2 separate regions of the Triticum aestivum genome follow, and region 2 is linked to region 1. A link is a contact called in public Hi-C data. All regions are on one chromosome and are shown on one strand. Each heading gives the region's core, a stretch centred on a gene start, on an enhancer-like site or on the middle of the called end of the contact. The rest is flanking DNA. Distances are from core to core; before and after follow the strand shown. Region 1 holds the start of LOC123122959. Region 2 holds the start of LOC543353 (cold-regulated 413 plasma membrane protein 1).

Region 1 (3,322 bases), core at 320-2,819:
TGAGGAAAGCCATCCAGAAGATAGACCGCCGAGGCGGCGCCGCCGGGGACAGAGGAGCGGCGGCACCGGCCGCGGAGGGCAGGTGGGGCTCAATGGTGACCAAGAGGTTCGGATGCAAGTTCCCGGCGCAGGTCTGCCAGTCACAGCCGCGGTCCGTGGTGGCGCGGCCTCGCCGGGCACGGATTGAGCAGAGCCCCTGATACCTCCTCCCTCCCCACTGCACATGATAGCTTTCATCAGCTTCCTTGTTTTGTTCTCTTGATTCTTTGCTTCGATTTGTGGAAATACGAGGGGTTTTCCTAGGAGGAATTGTGAGCTTCATCATGTTTGATCAATCAGATTTCGTTGTAGCAGTGCACAATCTTTCGATCAGTGTCATCTTGCTGGGTAATGCATCATGTCACATGTTGGCTAAACAAATTGCTTCATTGTTCTCTCCACTTACACAAGACCAAAACCCTTTGCCAAAATTTACAGGCATGCTCGAGACACTGAACTAGGCTAAGATAGGAATGGATGCCAATGGCAGTTGTGGTGGAGGCGTCTCACCAGTAATCCCCGCAGGAGCAGCCGCCGTCCTTGAAATGGTGGAACCGCTTGTTGTCCCTGACGATGATCTCGCGGCCGGTCACCTTGGCGATGAGCTTGACGGCGCTGTGGCAGTCCCCGCAGATGCGGAGGTTCTTCATGACCCGCAGCGGCGTGCCGGGCGGCGTGCTCACCAGCCCGAAGGCGATGGCCAGGCGCTCGCTGTGGTACATGAGCGCGCGCTCCTTGGCGGCCTCGTCGATGTCGTGCAGCACGAAGCGGGTGTCCGGCACGTACCCCGCCGCGCGTATTTCCTCGTGCAGCTCGCGAACCTTCTCGTAGGCCTCCTTCCGCTTGGCCTGCGCCGCGTCCGCGGGCTTCCCCGGCGCCGGCCTCGACGCTCCCTCGAGGACGCGGCGCGCGTCGGCGGGGGCGCCGAGCTTGCAGTACAGCGTGGCGATCCTGTGCACGATGGGCGCGGCGATCCCGGAGTACCGGGACGTGGACTTGGAGAGCAGGCGGTGGCCTCGTCTGAGGGAGGCCAGCGAGAGCGCGTCGACGTAGCACTGGAGGACCGCTGCCTGCTCTTCCGGCGCGAGTTGGCCCGACGAGCCGTTGCCTCCCCTCCGGCGAAGCATTTCGTCGAGCAGGTTGACTGCTCCCTCGAGGTCGGGCTCTTGGCAGACCCCGCGGAGCTCGTCGCGGTCCAGGCCGCACTGAGTGTCACTGGTCGATACGCTGCCCGCAACAGAAGTGGCGTCGGCGGTCGCACAGCGGAGCAGCGGGCGGCTGCGACTGCGGCTGTAGCAGCGGGTCTTCGACGTCGTTGCGGCCGGTTGAACGAGGCCGCCTAGAGTAGCGCGGTCGCCGAGGCTGGCGGCGGTGAGGAAATGGGACGGGTGAGACGCCGCCGGTGCCGCGAGTCCTGGAGATATTAGCATATCTGCCGGCGACGCGAGTGGCAGGGGAACTCAGCGAGTGTCTGTCTGGTACGCGAAGGAGAAAGGGGTAACCACACGCAGAGTGCGAGGGAGGACGAGTCGACGACGAGGTCACAGTTGCGGACAAGACGTCAATTCGTGTTTTTTTTTAAATCACACATCAATTCGTGTTGGGCCGGTAAGTCTAAGCCCATAGATACAGGGGCCTTTCTAGTCTTCTGAAGGGGAGAGCAAACTAATTGAGAAGCGCTGCCTTCCAAGGGAGAGTCCCTGTCGGACGCCCGTGTGCGTCAAGAAACCCTGGCTTCGCACAGGGTCCATCCAACTGGGCCAGCCCATTTGCAGTTCAAATAAAAAAAATGTAAATGCTGGAACACAGTTTCGGGACGGTACTGTACCATCCGGTTCACTGTAGCGCCGCGTTTTGAAGCTCGGTTTTTATTTTCGAATATTTTGAACATACGAATATATACGCTGAAAAATTCGAATATGCATTGAACATTTTATAATGTACGTTGAACAATTTTCGAATATGCATTGAACATTTGTGTAATGTACATTGAACAATTTTTCAATACACATTGATTTTGTGTAATATGCCCTAAAAAATTTAAATACAAAGTAAACATTTGTAGTATTCGTCGAAAAAATTCTGAAAATACGATGGACATATTTATAATGCATGGTGAACCTTTTTGTAATATACCATTAACATTTTCTTAGTATACAATGAACATTTGTAATAGACATAAAGTATGTATAACACACGAAAAAAGAAAAAAGAAAATAAAAAGGGAAATAAAATAAAGTAAAAAGGAAACAGGAAAAGAAGAAGAAAAGAAGCATAAAAGAGAAAGAAAGAGTGAAGCCCACCGTGGGCCGGCCCAAACTGGGGTTTGGGGGGGACGCCTTCAGCGAAGCCTCGCCTCTATGACGCCGGCGCGCGTCATATAGGATTCGCCCTTCCAAGGGTACCACTAAAAAAAAGGAGCCTTTCAAGGGTCATTTGAAGTGGGCTGAGAGCGTGTCACTTGGCGCGCTGTCAGCCGCCATGAAGTATCGCGCTCTTGGGCGCTTCGTCTGGATTTTATTTTATTTTTATTTTTCCGCACGCGTTTTCAGCTTTTTACATGATTTTGTTTTGTTTTCATCCGCGAGAGACACGGTTTTACTTCGCAACAGGCAAGGATATGCCATGTCTATCACGGAAGCAAAAACTCGCTGAAGCAAAACCTTGCTTTTCGCGGAAGAAAAAAAGACGTGGTTGTACCTCTCAAAAAAGGGGAAAACGCATTTTCTTTTATTTTCCTTCTGCGAGAAGCAGGCATGGGCTCGCCTCTCGAAAAAGAAAAAAACTCAAATTTTTACCTTCCGTGAGAGGCAGGCACGACCGTGCCTCTTGAAAAAGGAAAAAACGCATTTTTTAACCTTTCGCGAGAGGCAGGCATGGGCGTGCCTCTCGAAACGAGACAAACACGTTTCTTTTTTTCCTTTCGCAATAGGCACGGGTTTACTTCTCGTGGAGGCATGAATTTGCTTCCGCGAGAGGCAAAGTCGTGCCTCTTTCGGAAAGGAAAAAGGTGCTCCCGATTTGATTTTTTGTGAAAAAAATGTTTGTCAAAACCTATCAACATGAGATCTAGTTTTGAAGATGTCAACACGAGGAATCCAACGGTAAAAACGGTTCGAGGTTTGGAGACACGATTTAAGAGATAAAATATTTTAAATAAACGGATCTAGAAAAAAGAAAAAACCTCTCAAGTTGCGACAAGCATTTTTTTGTGACAAGCTACGCATATACAGTGCGGCATTTGTCATAGCCTGAGCAGATGGTAGTGGCTTTTGCAACAAGT
Region 2 (3,322 bases), core at 480-2,979, 150 kb after region 1:
CATCTCCGCAACTCGCGATTATCGCGAGAAAACTGTGTAGTTTGCTTTTAATTTTTTAGTTTCCTTTTGTGCGTCGACACTAGATGCTGGTCTGGACGTGGTTTACTCTGTTATCAGTGATAGTGAGCACAGGCTTTCTGGTTGTACCGTTGAAAATACCGTATATCAGAAGTGATGGTATTGTTGGCATTTGGTGCACATGATAAGTCAAGGGCCTGAAGATCGATTTTCTTTAAAACCAAGTTATCTCACAACCGAGAATAAAATCCGAGAACTGACCTCTTTCATGCTTGTTGTCCCGAGTCCGGACGGCAAAACTCAAGCTCCCTTTTTCATGCTTGTTGGTTGTACTGATAGTTGCAGTCCAGATACTTCCATGATGCTATATCGTGTGTTGATCCATTACAAATTCCTGATTGCTGAACATCAAAATTGCAGGGGGGAGATTGGCAGCTGGGTTGCGTTCGTTTTCGTCGTCCTGCGGCTATTCTTTCCGCGCCACTTCCCTGGTACTATCATTTTGCTCTCTGTTTCTCGTCCTTATTGTTGCTCCCTAGCAGATTATTTCAGCAAATATGTGTTGGTTTTCCGTCATGTACTCAACAAGCCAGCCGTTAAAACATTGCATAAATCTCACAATGGGATCTTCATCATGTTGTCAGATTGGCTGGAGCTGCCTGGGTCTCTGATCCTCCTCACGGTGGTCGCCCCCGCCATCTTCGCGGACACCTTCCGGGGCTCCTGGCTCATCATCGGCGTCGGCGTGTGCCTGGTCATCGGGTGCTACCTGCTCCACGAGCACATCAAGGCGTCGGGGGGCCTCAAGGAGGCCTTCCAGAAGCCCAATGGCTGGTCCAACACCATCGGCATCCTCCTCCTCTTCATCTACCCGGTCTGGGCCGTCGTGATGTGGTTCCTGTAGACCGTTCGCCGCTGTTTTGCGGTTCATCGTGTGATGTTTGCTCCGGCGATTTGGTGTCGATGAACCATGCGCTCTTGTACCTGTTGAATTTTGATGAACTGTCTCGGCCATGTTTCGATTTGGTGTCACTTATTTGTTTCCTTCATCTGTGGGTACATAGCCATCAATAAAAACATTTGCTCTGTTGATCGGTGGGTGCATTGAAGTGAAGAGTTCCTGGCCAAGTGATGTTCGTATGATGGTTACGTGCAACTGATCTGTTATGAGCTTATTGATTACTCCCTCTGTATCGAAATAAGTGTCGCTGATTTAGTACAAAATTATACCCCATATTAGTTTGTGAACTCAAGTAATCGTCGTATTTTTGGTAGGTGGGAACAAGGCTGAGCTATGGAGGCCGTCCTTAAAAACTACTTACTCCGTCCCATAATATAACAGCATTTTTGACATTACAGCTACGTGAGAATGTTAAAAAAAAGTGACCAATCTTTGGAAAACAAGAACCGCTAAAAATCTTTTTTTACAAAGACAAACTTCCAGAATTTGAACTGCGAACATCTTTACGAACATTGCTGCCCGTACATGCACTTATTCAGACAAGCATGTCTATAATACATATTGCGGTCAAAAGTCAAATCCCGTGATATACTGTGACAGCAAGCTTAAATTAAAATTAAAATACTGCATGCATGCAATAATACAGTTGCGATCTGTCCCCCACGTGTCTGTCCAGCGGGCCCGTAGAGAATTGTCCAGACCGTTCCGTCGACCCTAGCAGGTCCAGCTAATTCAGCTGAGCTGCCGGCCTGTACATATTTCCTCCTATCCGCACAGGCACAGCCAAAGCACAAATCAAACCCAGACCCGAGCCCATCCATCCATCCATCCATCTTGAGAACTCTCGAGGTCTCGGCGATTCGGGGGAGATGGCGCCGTCGTTCCTCGCGATGAAGGCGGGCGCGGCGTCCGGCGCGTCGGAGGCGGCGCAGGCGCTGCTCGAGTCGGACCTGCGGGAGCTGGGCATGGCGGCGCGGAAGCTCGCCAACCACGCCATCGTCCTCGGCGGCGGCCTCGGCTTCGGCCGCCACTTCCTCAAGTGGCTCGCCTTCATCGCCGCCGTGTCAGTACATACCAACCCCCCTTTATTTTCCTTGTTGCGACGAGCTTTGGTTTCTGCAAAGGGGATCTCCGATCTCCCTCGCCTCCTGACCATTTCGGGAGGACCACGGGGCAGTTGAGACGCCTGCGAGAAACATCAGGACAGCATATTCGCTTGGAAGTAGTAATTTTTAGTAAGCTTGAACGTGTAATTTAACTGCGGTACCCTAGAGCGAGATGCCAATTGCCAAACGCGGTCAAATTCGTGCGAAAACCTCGGTCATAACGGATGCTTGGTAGGAAATGTTCACGATTGATTGTGTGGGATTTGCGAAGCAAACATCCCTAACATACAGACAGAAGTCTGACCTTATCAAAGTGTATATGCTGTGATGTTAAGCTATTACTTACCTGTTAGGATAACTCTGCAGCCTATATATGATGGTCTCTTCAATCTTCAAGTGTATATGCTGTGAGTTGAGGAGTTTATGTGTCCACTTAACCTGAGATTGTTACCTTCTTGGCAATTGTCGGTTAGTCACCGGATTATGCATTGTCTGAACTTTGCCGTTCTCTTCTGCTGCAGGTACCTCTTGGTATTGGACCGGACAAACTGGAAGACCAACATGCTGACCGGACTCTTGGTCCCTTACATATTCTTCACCCTGCCTGGTGTGCTGTTCTCTCTCGTAAGGTGGTTATAGTCGCAATTTCCCTTCTGCGGCATCAGTTCGTGTTTTCAGTTTAAATGCAGTTGTTAGTAGCTGTGGAGGATTGTAGCATTCCTGCAGATTAACCGATTTGAAATATCTGAAATTCTGAACTTAGAAAATCGAAATATTTCATGTATTTTTTCCAGAATGAAAAACTAGTGCATTAGGTTGTCGATAAAGCGAGGTAAGATATTGTTCATTGTTGGTTGATATCACCGGCTATAGGGCCAGAGTGCCGGTCTTCTTAAAAAAAGCTCACTTCACTGAGGATAGAATCAAAGAACTTTATAGGTTGTTGATAAAGTGAGGTAAGATACATGCCAAATATAGGTTATTTTAACCTATTGCTACCTCACTGCAAAAGTCGGGGTATCTTTTTCATGCTTGTTGTCTACTGGTTGAAGGATCACCGCCTCTGCCTCACTGGCTGATACTTCCATGGTGCAATATCCTCTGTTGCCTTAATTGTACAGCACTAGATATAGATATTTGAATCAAATTTGTGATCATCAAACATCAAAATTGCAGGGGAGAGGTTGGTGCCTGGATTGCATTCGTTGTAGTCATCCTGCGGCTCTTCTTCCCGCGT

The links. A called contact is a pair of places that touch in the nucleus more often than the background predicts.
Region 2: a Hi-C map of leaf shows a contact between it and region 1, with 4 times the contacts expected there. The contact joins the promoter of LOC543353 here to the promoter of LOC123122959 in region 1. A contact is called at or near these places in 3 of 5 Hi-C or Micro-C datasets (all in leaf) and 1 of 1 datasets of contacts at active chromatin or transcription factors (leaf).

What each region holds. Positions count from the first base shown.
Region 1 is chr5D:479,300,779-479,304,100 of IWGSC CS RefSeq v2.1, forward strand. LOC123122959 reads right to left here and starts at 1,570. Exons shown (of 1, transcript XM_044543343.1): 1 at 444-1,570. The coding sequence starts at 1,469. The coding sequence ends at 546. It overlaps LOC123122958 (BTB/POZ domain-containing protein At5g66560), which reads left to right. Exons shown (of 4, transcript XM_044543342.1): 4 at 1-440. The coding sequence ends at 200.
Region 2 is chr5D:479,454,762-479,458,083 of IWGSC CS RefSeq v2.1, forward strand. It overlaps LOC543353 (cold-regulated 413 plasma membrane protein 1), which reads left to right and starts at 1,730. Exons shown (of 4, transcript XM_044543345.1): 1 at 1,730-2,042; 2 at 2,607-2,714; 3 at 3,262-3,322. The coding sequence starts at 1,849. It overlaps LOC123122960 (cold-regulated 413 plasma membrane protein 1), which reads left to right. Exons shown (of 4, transcript XM_044543344.1): 3 at 439-509; 4 at 663-1,110. The coding sequence ends at 922.